Linked DNA regions of Mus musculus: region 2 is linked to region 1. The links are chromatin contacts, called in public Hi-C maps. All regions are on one chromosome and are shown on one strand. Each heading gives the region's core, a stretch centred on a gene start, on an enhancer-like site or on the middle of the called end of the contact. The rest is flanking DNA. Distances are from core to core; before and after follow the strand shown. Region 1 overlaps Aldh9a1 (aldehyde dehydrogenase 9, subfamily A1). Region 2 holds the start of 3110045C21Rik (RIKEN cDNA 3110045C21 gene).

What was found. A called contact is a pair of places that touch in the nucleus more often than the background predicts.
Region 2: a contact with region 1 is called in a Hi-C map of B cells, with 5 read pairs. The contact joins the promoter of 3110045C21Rik here to the enhancer-like site in region 1. A contact is called at or near these places in 2 of 39 promoter capture datasets (hippocampal neurons and pre-B cells), 1 of 484 Hi-C or Micro-C datasets (B cells) and 1 of 115 datasets of contacts at active chromatin or transcription factors (astrocytes).

What each region holds. Positions count from the first base shown.
Region 1 is chr1:167,368,348-167,373,518 of GRCm38.p6, forward strand. It overlaps Aldh9a1 (aldehyde dehydrogenase 9, subfamily A1), which reads left to right. Exons shown (of 11, transcript NM_019993.4): 11 at 1-183. Mgst3 (microsomal glutathione S-transferase 3) reads right to left here. Exons shown (of 6, transcript NM_025569.2): 6 at 3,619-4,295. The coding sequence ends at 4,156. Among named protein-coding and RNA genes, the nearest start is that of Aldh9a1, 21 kb to the left of the region's middle. Within about 2 kb of position 2,039, at least 21 of the 459 cell types and tissues checked have an H3K27ac peak or open chromatin away from gene starts, as enhancers often do. A contact at or near this core is called in B cells, where this site is marked.
Region 2 is chr1:169,966,932-169,972,102 of GRCm38.p6, forward strand. 3110045C21Rik (RIKEN cDNA 3110045C21 gene) reads left to right here and starts at 2,478. Exons shown (of 3, transcript NR_040438.1): 1 at 2,478-2,644; 2 at 3,519-3,871; 3 at 4,851-5,171. Hsd17b7 (hydroxysteroid (17-beta) dehydrogenase 7) reads right to left here and starts at 2,274. Exons shown (of 9, transcript NM_010476.3): 1 at 2,167-2,274; 2 at 299-502. The coding sequence starts at 2,201.

The DNA of each region.
Region 1 (5,171 bases), core at 789-3,288:
TGGTGGAGTCGGATTTTACGCAGATAACTGACTTGCCTCAGTAAACACTCATCCTGTCTTCCACAGCACTTTATCTCTGATTCTTGCAGTACAGCCTATGGCCATAGAACCGAAGAGAACCTTTAGAATGTGTGAGTTATTTGTACGCTACCATTACAGTGAATTAAAAACCTATTACACTGCTGATCTTTTTGCCGTCTTAATTTGAGTCTCATCTTAAGGCTGGGTAGGAGACAGGAGAAAGCACCAGGCAGGGGAAGGTGAGCCCTGCCAAGTACAAAGGGCAGGGTGGGGCATGACGACTTTTTGTGCCCTGTCCTTCCCTGCAGTGGGCAGACCTTGTAACTGCAGACCGATGCAGTTAAGCCCAGCCCAGTGCTCCTTCTGGGGACCAGTTACGTACAGTGACGGTGGCATTTAGAGATAAGGGATGATGGCTGCTAGGCTTCTCAGTCTCTTGCCTTTGGATGGTGAATTATGGCCGTTCGCACCAGAATGCTGAAAGCAGCCTTTTTTGGTGTTATTTGTCCTGACATATTTATGAATCCTTGTTTTTTTTTCTTCACACATAAAGACCCATTTTTGTCTTCCTTTTCAAGGTTTGGGGGAGTTGACAAAAGAAACCAAGCAATTAAACAGCAGTGAGATTACAGTGAGTTCTTGCTTAAGCCCGCTGCAGCTTTTAACTGCAGTTAAGAGAAAGCCCGTACGCCTCATCATGACCATCCACACTGTCTGGATGTCTGATGTCGTCTGTTACTCTCCACTTTCTCCTCTGGGTTCTCTGCCAGGCTCTTCCCTCTTTAGACCACGTTTTCCAGCTCGTCATCTTACAGGTTCCTTACACCGCAAGCTAACCTCTGTTCCAAGGTACGGTACCCATCACACACCGCCTCCTCCCTCCCTGTTAACATCCACTGTTACTGTAACTGTTTTTGTGCAAACTGTACCCTTCCTCCACTAGAACACAAACGGAAAGCAAGAACTGCCCTGTCTGAGCGTCTGAGCGGATAATGCTCAGTGTGGCCAGGGAGCCACAGCACCTGGTTGGTAGAGATGCAGACCGAACCCACCTCAAACCTGTCAGTCAATTTTAGTAAGATCCTCAGATGAGGCATACACAGGGTGGCTTGCCAGGCAGTGCTGTGAGAGAAATGGTTCTCTAGTTTGGCCCTTCATTAAGGCTGCCTACTGAACGTTAAATGTACTGAGATGCTAATGTAAGTGATCTGGACTCTGGTTCTCAGGTGAATTCAGTAGGCAGCTGGGCTAAGCCCTGCTCTGAGCACGTATGCTTAGTCACAATTAAACATTAAGTGTGCGAGTTGCCCTAGCCACATCGCAAGTCCTCAGTATATAAAACAGGTGCTGGTTACTTTATTGGACAGTACAGAGTATGTTTCTGTCACGTCAGAAAATTCTACTAGAAAGTTGTTTAAGAGGGATAGGACAGACAGGCTGCTCATTTATGTATTTACTTATATTTATTTATCTGTGTAAGTGGGTGTGTGTGTGGGCAGGAGTGGAGGTCAGAAAGCCCACTCAAGGAAGTGGGTTTTCTCCTATTAACATGGATTAAGGGAATCACACTCCGGTGGTCAGGCTTGGTGGTAAATTCTACAGGATGAGCCATCTCTCTGGCTTAAGACTGGTCATCGTGATCAGGATTGGATAGCATCTTAAGAATGTAAAGGGGAAGTTATCCAAATTCTGGGTTACACCAGCAGATGGCGCCCAAGCTTTCTACCACACCTTGAGCCCTGCTTCTGGTCTTGGGCGCCTCCTACTGTGCATGCGTGATCATGGAGCCTCAGTAATTGTGTACGAGGGTTTCCAATGTCCCTAATGGCTCATGTACTTACTTGAAACTTGGTGCCCCGTTGGTGATGTTTTAGGAGGCTGTGGGATCTTTGGGACATACTTCTGTTAGGTGGAGAGATACTCTGGTTTCCTTTCCTGATTCACATCATTATACCCTTAAAAGCTGACTCCCCACTGGTCTGCTCCACTTTTGGTTATATGAGCTGGTCACATGGAGAAAGCAGCAGCTACAGTCTGAGGGAGGCCAGGGCAGGAAGGTGTCACAGCAGAAACAGCAGCAGAGGACAGAACTGAGACAAAAGGACGATGTCTGTTAGGATCCAGAGACAAGAAACAGCAGTCTCTGGTTGCTAGAAGAGTCAGAGAGCTGTCCTCCTTAAGACCAAGGGTCTTACATCCTGGGCCAAGAACTTTAACTGGCTGCTACAGCAGTGAGTTCTTCACCTGTGGGTCGTGACTCCCACCTGTGGGTTGTGACTCCCTGGAGGTTGAACAACCCTTTCACAGGGGTCATACATCAGATACCCTGCATATCTGATGTTTACATCATGATTTGTAACTAACAAAACTACCACTATAAAGTAACAATGAAAAATTTATAGTTGGGGGTGGGGGCATACATGAAGAACTGTATTAAAGGGCCCCAGCATTAGGAAGGTTGAGAACCCCTGACCTAGAGGCATGACTACCTGGGACCTGCAGAAGGACTGTAGCACTGGAAGGCACCCCAAGCTGCTGTTCCCACCTGGTTACTACCACTGCCCACAGCTGTCACACAGGGACGCCAGTACTCCAGAGACCAGCACTGGGTCCTCCTGCCTCGCTGGGTCTCAGTGAGAGGAAGCAGTTCTCCAGGTCCCCCGGGGTGCACTTCTTTTATAACACAGATAAAACCCAGTTACTGCAGAGGTTTACCGATGTCCCATCCCTTTCTAGTCCCAACCCCAAACTTCTTATCTCACTATCACCATTTCATAAGGGAACACTTACTGCTGCTAAAAGGAAGGCAAATATGAAGGCAAATTTAAAACTTTATGGGGGTGGGGGTGGGGGGTTGGCGAGGGGGCAGCCCATTTCCATTTCCATTTCTTCAGTACACTGGTGACATATTCTCATGACCCGCTCCGGGAATGTGTTCTGTTCTAATTCCCAAGGGTGTCCCAGTCATCCCAGTACAGCTGAGCCACCCTTCAGTGCCTTCATCTCTGAAGCTTGAGTGACTCAGTCCAATGGAAAATGCATGGGGTTTATAGTTAAGGCTCTGTTCAGCAACTAACTCTGATCCTCAGAAGCTATCGAGCATGTGAAGTGTGGCTGGCCCAAACGAAGAACTTGTGCGTCTGTTATAAGCATTATCCATCTAAAAGCCACTCGTGGCTAGCGGCCACCCAGTTGGATGGCAAAGGTCTAGACGCCGTGTTCTTGTTCATACCTTGCAGTCATTATTTTGCCAGCTTAGACCATTCTCTAAAGGCCTTTCCTCTTTGTTCCTAATCAGACATTGGCATAGACACTTTAAAAAATTTATTTATCTTTATTTTATGTATGTTGATGTCTTTTGACTGCATGTATGTCTGTGTGAGGGTGTCAGAGCCTCTGGGACTGGGTTTACAGACAATTGTGAGTTGCCACATGGGAGGTGGAAATTGAACCTGGGTCCTCTAGAAGAGCAGTCTGTGCTCTTAAACACTGAGCCATCTCTCCAGCCGGTTTCCTCATCTATAAAATGAGCTGTTAGCAATTCTAGCATCACAGTTATCCCTAGTTTCATCTGTGTCTATTGCTTAAGAAAGAAGCTTTAAACAGTTAACGTTTATTTGTATAGGTGTTACATACGTGTGCGACATACAGTGCACGCGTAGAGGTCAGGGGCTAACTTGTGGGAGCCAGATCAACACATGGCCATCAGGCTTTGTGACAAGCGTCGTTACCTGCTCATGTGACTGAGCTCATTACTTAACCTTTTAAGCAACATAAACAATCTTCAATAGATTAAAAAAAAAAAGTCCATACCGTTAATTATTAGCATCAAGCGGTACTTTGAACTAGAGCCGAGGATGAATTTTTCCGTCCTCATCACCATGACTTCATCACCGATTCACAGACTGTGTCGCGGGGGTGGGGGTGGGGTGCGCTCACAGCTTTGCTCGTAATGGGTAGAAATGGCACCATTATTTCACTAAGACTCTCAGAAAGAGATGCAGGCAGGAGCTTTAGGTATGAGGCTGATGCCAGATAAGTTTTTATTATATTAAAAAAAAAAAAAAAACCAGTGCAACTGGAAATCAGGGTGAGTCGCTGGAGGTGAGTGAGAGTCGGAAGGCCCTCCACACCTCAGTGGTGGCAGGATCTGGACCCGTAGCCTAAGCCTGGTCTGATCCAGCCGAGATGCTGGAAAGCAGAGCACACGGTGGTGCCCATCAGGGCAAAGAGGGCAAGAGAGCCCACGGCTCCTCGATACCGCTTGCTAGGGTCTGAAAAAGAAGACAGCGGAAGTCACCAGGACATCCACAAGCCATTGTGCTCTAGCATCTGAGGTCATATCGTCAACCGCGTGCTATTGGGAGGTTGGCCAACTCTAGCCTAGAGCCACCAGTACGCTAGAATCTATGTGCAAGGTAACTGTACATTAGCATTGCCTAGACTATGGAGGACTCTGTAAGTCAAGCAACTTTGTCTTAGGCCCAGTAGGAGCATCTGCCTCCGGAATGACACGTAGCCTTTTCCTCTCCGATAGCCATTTATCCCAGCCGTGGTCAGGTTTTGCTGACGCAGCACCTTGGTTTGATTCCTGGCAGCTCTGGCTGGCCCCTTAATATTTCTAAGGCTGTTTCCTCATCTGCACAACAGGCTATTCGCTGTACATGGAATTGCTGTGAGCTTGCCTAGCATATGTAAAGTTCTCAGGCAAGCAACTGGCACTTAGAAAATGCACAAAGGTTTGTGTCTACTCTAAGGGTAGTAAGAAGAAAAAGAACGGACCTTCACGTTAATTCTTAAGCCACTTCCTCATTTTAAATTGTATCATACTTTATGTATATGGGTATTTTGTCTGCATGTGTGTCTGTGCACCACTTGCATGCTTGTCCTAGAGCTGGAGTGACAGACTGTTGTGAGCTGGGAATCAAACCTGGATCCTCCAGAAGAGCAGTCAGTCACCTGAACAGCCGAGCCATCTCTCTGGCCCCATTTCTTCCTCCACCTTTAAATCCCAAACCAAGAGTTAAAATACAGTAACAATATTTAAAATTTGGCTGGGCGGTGATTTGTGAGTTCGAGGCAGGCACATCTCTGTGAGTTCAAGGCCAGCCTGGTCTATAAGGTGAGTTCCAGGGCAGCCAGAGCTACAC
Region 2 (5,171 bases), core at 1,228-3,727, 2.6 Mb after region 1:
CAGATCTAGTGTCCGACACAACAGTTCTTTTGCCAACTGGAAAGGGTAAATCCAAGTTCTCAGGGCTCGAATGTCATCACTATGTCAGACTCCCTCAGCACAACTTGTTCTATATATACTATATCCATTACCTTCCCATGTTTCCCTGACCTGTCCAGTTTGATTAAATGCCATGCTATACTACCACACAGGAAAGAAGAGTCCTTTTAAGCTATGCCCATTACCTTTGAATGTTTTCCTGCCCTTTCTCATTTGATTAATTTTATGACAGACAGCAATCTATGACAAAGAGACATACTTTTGCTTGACTTCCTCTGCACCCCGGACCACCGACTGCAGGCTGCTGACATCCATCTGCACGATGCTGACTTCGGCGGAGGGGTGAGAGGCCAGCAGGGTATCTCGAACAGCTCTTGCTTTGCTCAGGTTCCTACACGCCAAACACAGGTGGAGGTCATCGTCTTCTGCCAGCAGTCGACCGCAAAGGGCTAGCCCAATGCCACTGAAGGGAGAATTCAGGCACAAGCATGAGCTCATTGAAATGGTGTTAAATGAAGGCAGTTCTCTCTGGTTCAGAAACTTGACAGTGTCAATATGAGCTCCAATGAGAAATCCAAGCAGATAGAAAATACCCAAACATTATGTGAAGAAGGAATCTCCCGATTAGCCATGTTGATAAGCAACATCCAGTTGTTCCCCTCTAATATGGTTCAATGACACAGTGAGTGAGGGTTGGAGCACCTGTTAGGGTGTGATTTAATATATCTCTAGCAAATACTTTAAGGGGGGCCGTATTAGTTGTTTACCGTGTCCCCATTTTCTTGTGGTGCCTTGGTCCCGCAAAGGCAAGGGTTCTCACCACTTCTTGGTACTGTTGCTATTAGGAAAACTGTAAATCGCAGTAAGTGAACCAACCGGTGAGGTTTTGGTTTGGGTTTTTGTTTTTTGGGGTTTTTTTTTTGCTTTGTTTTGTTTTGTTTTCAGGAGAATACACAGTAGCACAGCTTGAAGTTAAATCCCTGTCAACTACTAAGTCACAGCAGAATAGCCAAGAGTTTAAAAAAAAAAAAAGCCCTCAATACAAGTAGACAGAAAGCAGAATCAGCAAGCAGATAGAGCCGAAGACAAAGAAGCAGGAAAGAGCAGAGCTAGGAGGCTTCAGATGCACTGGGTCACAAAGAGTGATATGAAGGTCGCAGCAGATGGGGCCCACTGCTGGTAGCGAGGCCATTCTGGGTAACAGTAAGTTCTCATGCAGACTGCCAGCAAAGGGAGCTCCAAAGTGAGTCTGGAATCCACAGAATCTGGCGGCCCTGCCAGCAAAGTACCAAGCAGATACCGGCCTATTCATCCTTACTTTAAATACCAACTTTAGTATAAGTTGCACACACCACAGTATATCAAAATCACACCAATTCAGGTCTGACTTCTACAGGCACTTTCCACTCGAGAACGGCCAAAACCCAGCTGACCTAAAGGAGAGCGCACACTAACAAAAAGCCCAAGACAGACCCCTCCACTGGTTTAGTTAATATAGATGTGATTGGGTCACTGAAACAGGCTTAAGTGGCATTTAACAAATCCTGTATTAATTCCTCAAAAAATAGCAATGTAACCAATTGGGGGTAGGAGGGGAGTTGGTTGGGTCCATCCTCCACACATTCTTCATCAACAAATGATAAGTAGGTCAAGGGTCAAATGGGCAAGCCTGGAATAACTTTGCTGGCATCTGCATCAGGATAAGCCTTAGTTGCTAGACTGGTCGTTCTGTAGGTTCCTGGAAAGAGTATATGAAAACATGCTGCAGGAGTGAAATTTCCTCATTGTCCTAAAGTTCATGGATGCTGACATTTAAACACCCCGAGTGTTTAGGTTTAAAGTGAACTGTGGGCACCTACAATTAACTACTCTCGGAGACTGACGGTCCCTAGAGAACAACTGTCCAGCATCACTGCCAGGCTGACCAGTCACTGGCGGTTTAGCTTTCCTTTCCACTGTCATGTTTAATTCAAAGCGCCAGCCACCGAGCACCGAGCACCAAGCGAGGCAGGCATGACCACACCTCTTGGAAAGCCAGGGAACGGGGTCTCTGCGGACCCCATCGAAGTGAATCACCGACCTGCGCTTCCCCCCGCATAGACTCCGGGGTTCCATAGGAGGTCTCACCTGCTCGCCCCGGTGATCAAAACCACCTTCCGCATCTTCCACGCCCTGCACCGAAGTAGAACTGCACCGGGGTTCTCTTAGCCTGAACCTTGATCCGTGACCACGCGCACCTCGACCAATCAAGGCTCGGCCCGGCTCCACCTCTCCTGCGTCATCCGGTCCGCGCGTTAGGCCCGCCAATCGCGACTCGGCATCTTCTCTCCACGCCCAGACCGGGTGAGGTGAGATAGGCCGAGGGGCGGAGCCACGTGACACAAGGGTCCTATAGCCAATCCAGGCAGTCGCCGCCCCCAGTCTGCGGCGGGGGCTTTGTTCTGAGTGAAGCAAGCGGGCGGCAGAGCTGGAGGTTTCACAAGGCTGCTGGGAGAGGCTTCGGTGCAGGAACCCAAGTCCAAGTTTGCTTCTTAGGATGTGTAAAGCATGGTCTTTAAGAAAGAGAACCTGGATTTCATTGAATTGTATTTATGTCGAATCACGAGTAAGTTAGCAATTTCAAGCTCTGAATGTGGAATGAAACCAGAGAATCTCAGAACGCTAAAGGAATGCGTACTGTCATCTCCTTCAGACCTCTCAGGTCGCTGTAATGAGCTTTATTTTCTCACTCTCTCTGCCTCTCTCTCTCTCTCTCTCTCTCTCTCTCGCTCGCTCGCTCTTTTTTTTTTTTTTTTTTTGTCTCCAAGCCATCCCAGATGAGTACTTTGGAGGGAGCAGAACTAGGTAATCAGGGAGGGGCAAATGCATACATTAAAACTCCCTTTTTTTATTAAGTTCAATTCGCATAAAAATACCCTGCGCAGCTGTTATAATCGTTATCCCAGCTTTCGCTACTTACAGATGATTAATATTGAGTGAAAGGACTAATACTCATATGATTGAACAAACTATTCCTCTTTCAGAGCTGTAATTACTAGGGATAGCCGTGATCCTAAATGATAACGTCTTTTCTGGGCTTTAATCTATATGTTTTGATTAATGATACCAACAAACTGCTAAAACTTAAGAAAACTGGTTGATCATTTCAACTGTTCTTAAAAGACAGTAACTTAACAAATTTTCTAAAGCCTTGAAGTGGAAAAAAAAAAAAATCCCTGATCTTGAGATTCCATACCCAAATGATCCTTTTTAAACCCTGGAGTTCAGAAGTGGCAGCAAAAGAACAGAGAAAACTGTGTGGCTCTCCCAAAGAAAGCTCACTTTTTAAAAAGAAATTGGAGAGCCTGGTGGGTGGGTTGGGTGGCAGACAGGTGTGTCCACACTGCACCCTAGGGTAGCATGAAAATGGCCCACCAGAAAACTGTAAACTTAATTAACATATTATGACGTTTATTTTGAGTTGTTTTTTTTTTTTTAAGTTCTCTTGTGCAATTATTAGCATGAACTCTGTGCATGAAAGCAACATCAGGAGTCTGCCTGGGTCCGAGAGGAGTTCAGCCTTACTACAGCCTCAGATGAGAACAGGAGTGGGACCAGCTCTGAGTTAGATGAAACCCAGAAGACTTCAGAGAAAGTCCTCTATCACTTCCAGCCCAGCCCAGTAAGGGAAACTGGGACTCTTCCTCCTTTTGTTCTACTCAAGTTGCTGCTTCCAAGGCTCTGTGACCGACAAGGGATGGACTGGACTATTAATCTAAAATGTTTAATTTTTAAAGTCATTTGTCATAGAGAGTCACAACCCCGAGCAATGAAAATATTTTTTAATTCATAGGTGAGTGTTGGGTTTTGGTTTGGTTTTGTTTTGTTTTTACCTCACTCCAAACTACTCATCTTGGGTTTGTGTTGTCCTGGGGTTCTTCAGTTGGGTACCAGAACAGTCTGGTGCACAGTGAGTGAAGCTATCACTGGCAAGCCTTGGCATGAGTTGAGCAGGTGTAGTTAACTCAACATTAATTGTGCTCCTTGTAATAAATCCATCTCTACCCTAAAGTCAGACCGTGATCGCTTTTCCTTTTAGGGGACAGTAGGTAAGGATGAGAGACATATCTTTTGCTCTGAGTACAAAGTTCTATTCTTGGTTCTTAGAAACATTCACAGAATAGACGGCCTCTAATTTGCAAACGGGACTAATGAATAACTTCCAGTTGGGGCTGTGTAGTTTCTCATGTTCATATTTTTCAATGCTCTTCCCTTAAAAAAAAATGCATTCAGTCTGGCTCAAAACTAACTGAGAGTTTTACCCAGTTCATTGGTGGTAAATGGTCATGTGTTACCCTGTGTAGGATCCAAGGACTCTAGAAGAGAAGGACTTACAGATGTGTGGTCACTTCTTTTTCAAATAGGAAGTAAATATAAAACTCTGAACGGAAAATAGTTTTCTTGTTCTCTGCAACTTAACCAGACCCATGCAAGTTGCTAATGAAAAACTGAATAGACAAAATTTCCATCCTCAATAATGACCTACATAATGAAACATGTGGATAACTTGTCTGTGTTGTTTGTGTATGTGTGTGCATAGATGCAAGCCATCACTCATATCTGCCATTAAGCCTCGGCAGTATGTGTTGGCAGCAGAATTAGATCTCTGAACATCCCTAGTCCCCTTGTTTCTTTTTGTTCCATCCCAGTTCCACCGCTCAGGTATATTCCTGGTCTTCGGTCCTGAAAGCCTGGACATTGCAGAGATAGGAAGTGCACTCATGAATACTGTTTATTCTTTGAGAATTCATGCCCATTCTCTTTTCTACTAGGACACCTGCTGGGAGAAGTGTGCTCCTGTTACTCAGAATTCTGCAAGTGAAAGTAAAATGTGTTGGGGATAGTTCCTCCCTAATCTCCATTGGGAAGTTTGCATCTGGATCCCAGTTGTATACAGTTTTTGTTAATTTATGCTTGTGTGAACAGCTGCCTGAGACAGACCATATTTGGATTTAGCAAGTGTTTCTGTTCCTTCAAAAAAAAAATATATCAAAACAAAACAACTCCACAGTAATGACAATGAAGGCTTTCAAAAGAATTCTGGAAACTCAGGTTCCCAGAAGTGGCCCAATAACATGAAGATATGAAACAAG